Regions from separate parts of the Rattus norvegicus genome. Here region 1 is linked to region 2. A link is a contact called in public Hi-C data. All regions are on one chromosome and are shown on one strand. Each heading gives the region's core, a stretch centred on a gene start, on an enhancer-like site or on the middle of the called end of the contact. The rest is flanking DNA. Distances are from core to core; before and after follow the strand shown. Region 1 holds the start of Atrnl1 (attractin like 1). Region 2 holds the start of Trub1 (TruB pseudouridine synthase family member 1).

Evidence for each region. A called contact is a pair of places that touch in the nucleus more often than the background predicts.
Region 1: a Hi-C map of kidney shows a contact between it and region 2, with 4 times the contacts expected there. The contact joins the promoter of Atrnl1 here to the promoter of Trub1 in region 2. A contact is called at or near these places in 2 of 12 Hi-C or Micro-C datasets (kidney and mammary epithelial cells).

The regions. Positions count from the first base shown.
Region 1 is chr1:266,674,393-266,677,510 of GRCr8, forward strand. It overlaps Atrnl1 (attractin like 1), which reads left to right and starts at 1,659. Exons shown (of 28, transcript XM_039095274.2): 1 at 1,659-1,948. The coding sequence starts at 1,659.
Region 2 is chr1:266,519,195-266,522,273 of GRCr8, forward strand. Trub1 (TruB pseudouridine synthase family member 1) reads left to right here and starts at 1,453. Exons shown (of 8, transcript NM_001012173.1): 1 at 1,453-1,728. The coding sequence starts at 1,470.

The DNA.
Region 1 (3,118 bases), core at 409-2,908, 160 kb after region 2:
GGGTTAATAGAGGATTTTCTCTTTGAAGTGGGATGATGGGGGATTAAAAGAGATGACGTGGGTACATTATTCCCAAAATAAACTCGAACTGAATCTTAACAATAATATTATGACTGTGGTTACAACCAAAACTTTTCCGCTCCAGCCGTCAGAAATGTCTGGTGAGTTTCACATTCTTGTTCGTACCGCCTGCTCCTTGGTGGAGCTCCAATAATACTCGAGGCTGCTTGCCTGCAATTTGTGCGCCGCTTGCTCTCCAGGGTCAGCTAAAAGGCCTTTATAGAGAAAGCACAAAAGTAGAAGACACGTCTAAGTTTATGCCATTAGATCTTGGAAAGTCATCTCAAGGAAGAAAGAGAATGCCGCTGAAAACGGGAAAGAGCCCTTTCTGAAAATCACTTCTGCTTTTCTGAAGAAAAAAAAAAAAAGCCCCGGTGTCGCAATATTTTTCAAGACAAAATAGTGTCCCAGACGAAGGAGGAAACACAGACAAGAGAAAAGAAGAGTTGGTGGGGTTCGGAGGCAGCGTTGGGAGGGATGGCGCTCGGGGCAGTTCTTTGTTGGGTGTGCGGAGCTCCGATTCCACGATAAAGAGCTGTTCGTGGCTGAGGTCGTCCCACGGGAGCAGCTTCGCGCCCCTCGCAGCCCCTCACCCCACCCCGCCCTGTTCCTGCACCCTGCAACGTGGTCAGTTCGCGGTGCCTTTAAGACTTTGCTGGCTGCACATGCTCAGCTCTTTGTGTGTAGTTGGGAGTTTTTAAGAAAAAAAAAGAAGAAACGTGCAGGAGACCAGGGTAGCGCTGGGGCGGGCGCCTCACTTTCGCAGCCGCGGCCCGCGGAGTGCAAGGCTGCCTTTCCACCGAGGTCCCGTGACAGGAGTGGGTTTCTCCTCCGTGGGCTCCGCAGCGCGGGCCACACCTGGGGACGCACTCCCAGCGGTGCCCGCCGGCCGGGTGGGCGCGCGGGGGAGTCCCGGGTCCCCGTCAGGGACCGGGCGAGACCACCGCTCCCGGACCGAGGGGGAGCGTCCACGAACGCGTGGGCGCGCGAGGCTGCAGGGACGTCCGTCCGCAGCCTGGGCTGCAGCCGCCTCTACGACGACTGTGTCTGGCAGGCGGAGGGAAGCCGGCTGCTGCGGGGCCTCCGGCTGGCGGGAGGGCGGCGGGGCACTGACGGCTGCCCTCCCCTCCCCGCGTGCTTGTGTTGGACGCGCCCATCTCGGGGGCTCCCGCGCGGCCCCGCCCTCCCGGGCGAGCCTCGGCATTCGGCGCGGGCCGAGGGCGAGGCGGGGCCGAGCGGGTCCCCTCCCCCTCCCCGCCCGGTCCCCTCCCCCTCGGGTCCCCTCCGGAGCGCGGGGCGCCGCCGGCTCTCCGCTCGGCTCCCGGAGCTGCTGCGGCTGCAGGGTTCGGCTCGCCGAGGGCAAGGTCAGGGGAACGGGCGGCGATGCCGGAGCGTGGCTGGAGGCAGCAGACGGGAGGCCGCCGCGCCTGGCATCCGGCGCTCCGGACCGGACAGCGGGACGGGGGTCGGCGCCGCTGAGGAGCTTAGGAACGGCAGCGGTGGCGGCGGCGAGGTCCTCTGCGGCCGGGATCCCCGCTCAGCGGCATCCCCTTGTGCGCCCGCGAGCGCAGCCCCGCCGGGCCGGGACGCCGGGGAAGATGGAGCCGGGGGTCGGGGCCCGCTCCGGTGCCCCGCAGCCGGCCGCCCCGGTGCTGTGGAGGGCTCGGCCGGCGGGCGGCGGGGGCGCCTCCTCCTGGCTGCTGCTGGACGGGAACAGCTGGCTCCTGTGCTATGGCTTCCTCTACCTGGCGCTCTATGCTCAGGTGTCCCAGTCCAAGCCCTGCGAGAGGACTGGCTCCTGCTTCTCGGGTCGCTGTGTCAACTCCACCTGCCTGTGCGACCCGGGCTGGGTGGGGGACCAGTGCCAGCACTGCCAGGGCAGGTTCAAGTAAGTGCCACCGCGGGATCCCGAACCTCAGCCCTGCCCCGCCAGCGTCGCTCCCTGTCCCGCTCTGGCCTCGGGGTCCCGGTGTCCCGAGCTCAGAGCGCCCGGGAGGGGGCCCCGCGCTGCACCCTTCCAGCCTCGGGCTGCGCCCGGGAGCTCCAGCCGGCGCCCAACTCGGGCTGACTCGGTGCTTTCCGCACGTCCTCAGCGGCTTGTCATCCTCTGCGTAGAAAGAATGTTCTCACTCCAATTGGTGCCAAACTCCACCAATTAGGACAGTATCTGTTTCCTTCAGAAACGGTGGAAATAACTCATGAAAAATCCACGAACATTGTGAGAAGTCAGGGGTGTCAGGGTTTAAAGTTGTGGCCCAGCTCCTTCCCTCTCTAGTCACAGAGCACTCCTCAGTTTAGTAATCACCGAGCATGGAAAACACAGTTTTCGGTGGTCTGTACCTTGTTATAAGTTTCTAGGTCGGTCCTTGCATTCATTCCCCACACGTCTATAACTTACTGGAATTTTACGCCTTCTATTCAGAATCTACAGAGAGAAATCCAGGCAGCAAATTTAAGTTAACTCGATCAAGGTTACGCAGAAAATGCTGAGTCGTGATTCCAAACCAGCCAGCTTCACTCCGGAATATGCATTCAGAGGCGTTGAGTTTGTCAGGGCATTCTTGGCTTTGTGTGACTTTTGACAGGTGCACGGGGACAGCAGTTTGTGTTTTCGGAAACTGAAGGTGCTAAGGAGCTTGCATCTCTGGGGAAGAGACACTTCTCCCTATTGGCTGATGCTTAATAAATTTCTGTCCCTATAAAAAGAAGTGGGGTGGCCCTTGGGAAGGCAGAGAAGTGGGGTTCTGTGAGAAACTGCAGGAAAGCGGTCATTAAGAAAGCTTGTCCTAGATAGTTACCATGATGTTTCTGGCCGATTGTGGTTGTGAAAGAGTATTGTGTAGATGACTAGTGTTTGTTGTGGAGACGAAAGCAGAATCCAGGTAAGACATCTCTGGCTTTGAGGCAAAGGTAAGAATCTGGCTGACATTATTAATATAGTTCAGCGTAGTTTCCTTGGAGTTTTAATAGCAGCATATTTCTCTTTACTTTCTTTCCCACAATTTTACTGTTGCTGGCTAGAACAATGCCCCTTATTCAGTGCAAACATGTTTGTTTT
Region 2 (3,079 bases), core at 203-2,702:
CTTCTAATAGTGCCACTCCCTGGGCCAAGCATATGCAAACCATCACAGTAGGGATAGGGGAGAGGGAAGGAGAGAGATCTCAGACTATCTTAGTCCATCTGAAATAAAATATTAAATAAAATGACCTGTGAGTTAAAGGCTTGCCCAATGTGTAAGATGTTTGCTACTTTAGAAAATCAGAGTTAGGTGCTTCTAATGCCCAGAACGCTGTATTTGTTATAATTGCTTTGACATATATCTGTTGCATGAATGGTAGAAATGTGAATGGCATCTCCTGACCAGAATCATTAGGCAAGGAGGCATCATTAAGAAAGAATGCTAGCCTCAGGGAGAACTATGAGAAAGAATGGCTGAAAGGCAGTGTGGAGAAACGAGGAAGACAAAGTGGCTATCCCATAATAGCCACACTTCCATTTATTGTGTCTGGGGGAAGAAGTAAGGTGTCCCCCCCCCCCCCCATTTTGCTTTATTTTAGGATCAAACTTCTGTGGTGGATTGAACTACTCTTAGAGAGATGGTCTAATGCCAGGTCTGCAAAGAGTTTAATTATTAATTAAAACCATAGGAGTTTTTGTTGTTGCTTTTGTTTGTTTGTTTGTTTTGATAGGGTCTCAGTATGTTACCCTGGCTGGCCTGGAACACATGGAAATCTGCCTGCCTCTGCCTCCTAAATACTGGGATGAAAGGCATGCAGTGTGAGGGGTAGGGAGAGTCCGTGCTAGGGTGAGTTGGTAAATCCTGATGGGGTATGTTAGTCAAACAGTGAGTTTTGCTTGTTGGTTATTTTGTCTTAGGAATGAGTCAGTGACTTAATGAGGGAATGGACCTTGGGGGCCAGCTTTAGAAATGTAACCTACAGTTTAGCAAGGGAGAAGGAAAAGGGGGGGGGGGGGAAGCGCAAAACCTGTCAGTGACCTTCATGCACCATCACAAATGGCTCAACGACAGTTTTTGATACCTAACCAATGTCTATAAAGGAATAGAAACTCCAAAAGAACATTAACTTTTTTTTTAGAATCGTAAAGACTTCAGTCAAAAAAGTGGAGTTATCAAAATAAAGTATTTCAAAATCTATATGTACGTGTACACACACACACACACACACACACACACACACACACACACACACACACACACACACTCACTCCTCTCTCTCTCTCTCTCTCTCTCTCTCTCTCTCTCTCTCGTAGGTTTTTTTGGGGGGAGTGCGTTCTTTTAAGGAAAGGAAGTGACTCCCTCACCTCAAATACACAAATTAGGTGTTTGCTTGGGCGGTTTACAATGGCAACCCCAATGTACCTCTGCTTCAGGGAAATAAGAGCATTTGGAAATAGAGATATTTAGAGATTCCACCAGAATCCTGAGGTGCCCTAGCAAGCTATAAGGAGCCTATGGACTACAATTCCCAGAAGGCCTTGTAACACAACTTGTGTCATATCTGTGCGCCTCTTGGTCCAGGCCGTGAAAGCATGGCAGCTGAGGAGGCCGAGGTGGTTTCACCTCTGATTGTGGACACAGCCCCAGACACTTCAGGAACAGCCGCGGCCTCACTAGCCGCAGCGGTGTCTGCTGCTGCGGCAGCGGCTAGGACTGGATCGCAAGCCCAGGTTTCCAAGGCCGCTCTGGCTGCTAAGCTCATGTCGCTCAGCGGCGTGTTCGCCGTGCACAAGCCCAAAGGGCCCACTTCAGCCGAGCTGCTGAACCGGCTGAAGGAGAAGCTGCTGGCAGGTACCCGCCCGGGTAGGGACCAGGCTAAGGCGTTCTCCGCCGCAGAGCTAGCACCCTGGGATTTTTTATCTTTATTCTTTCTTTTTAACTTCCTGACTTAATTTGCGTGCCCATGGCTCAAGAGAGATAAAGAGTGACCACCAAATTAACTCTGGATAGAAACCCAGGGCATCTGGGCCTTGGACTTTTACCCAAGTGTAGACTCTTTCAACAGTGGCCATTTGAACTTCTCACGGGAAGTATGTGTGGAGTTAGGGGCCAGTCTGCACACACAAGTTTCCACCCTGATGCTTGCAGCCCCGTTTTCTGTAGTTTGATCCCTCCCAGGATTTTTATTTGGCTCTTGCAAATGAGGAAACCCACCAGAGGAAACGCTGACTCTGCACCCCCAAGTTGCAAACTTTGAAAAACACGTAGGCTGAGTTAGCTAGGTCTAGAAAGGACACCACTTTCACCTTTTAGTGGGCACGGTAATTCATCTTCTATACAAATACAGGTTCCTAGTGCCCACACTTGCAGACGCTGAAATTCTGAAGATCTCAGATGTATTTTGGAAATTGCACTCTATTGCTCCTGATTCTGCTGTTTTTTGTTTTGTTTTTCTTTTTTTTTTTTTTAATGGAACATCTTTTGAGGAACATTAAAATAGAAGATGGCCATTTTTCTAACCATTCTTCCTGTTGATCATTTAAAACAATAGCATTAAAAGAACAAAACAAACCCTTTCATTTTGTTTTGCGTGTGAATGTGTATTTAGTGTATGTATTCCTGTGTGGGTATTTGTGTATTCATCTCTGTCTCTGTCTCTCTGTATATATTCCCATGTCTGTGTTGTGTGTATGTATTCCCATGTCTGTGTGTGTGTGTGTGTGTGTGTGTGTGAGAGAGAGAGAGAGAGAGAGAGAGAGAGAGAGAGAGAGAGAGGTGATGTCCATTTTTAGAGATGGCTTTCCATCTTGCACATTGAGCTAGAGTGCTTCCCTCACTTGAACCCAGATCTTGCCAATTAGGCCAAGTCTGCCTACTCAGCTTGCTCTAGCTGGCACCCATGGGGAATCAGGTAGGCTTCATTGTCACCCTCATGTTTATGTGGGTACTGGGTATCCAAACTCTGGTCCTCAGGATTGCTTGGTGAGCACTTTACCCTGTGAACAGTCCCTACAGAGCCTTTCTTTTACTGGATTCTCATGTTACCCTGTCCCTGTGCTATCCTACAGGGACACAGGACGAACAGTGGCTGTCTCTCCCCTTAACTCGGCTTGTAGTCTTGTGATCTCTGTAGTTGTTTGTTGCTCCAGGTTCTCCAGAGTTTTGGCTTAGCTTGTCCAGAGAGACCTCTTACACTGTTCAG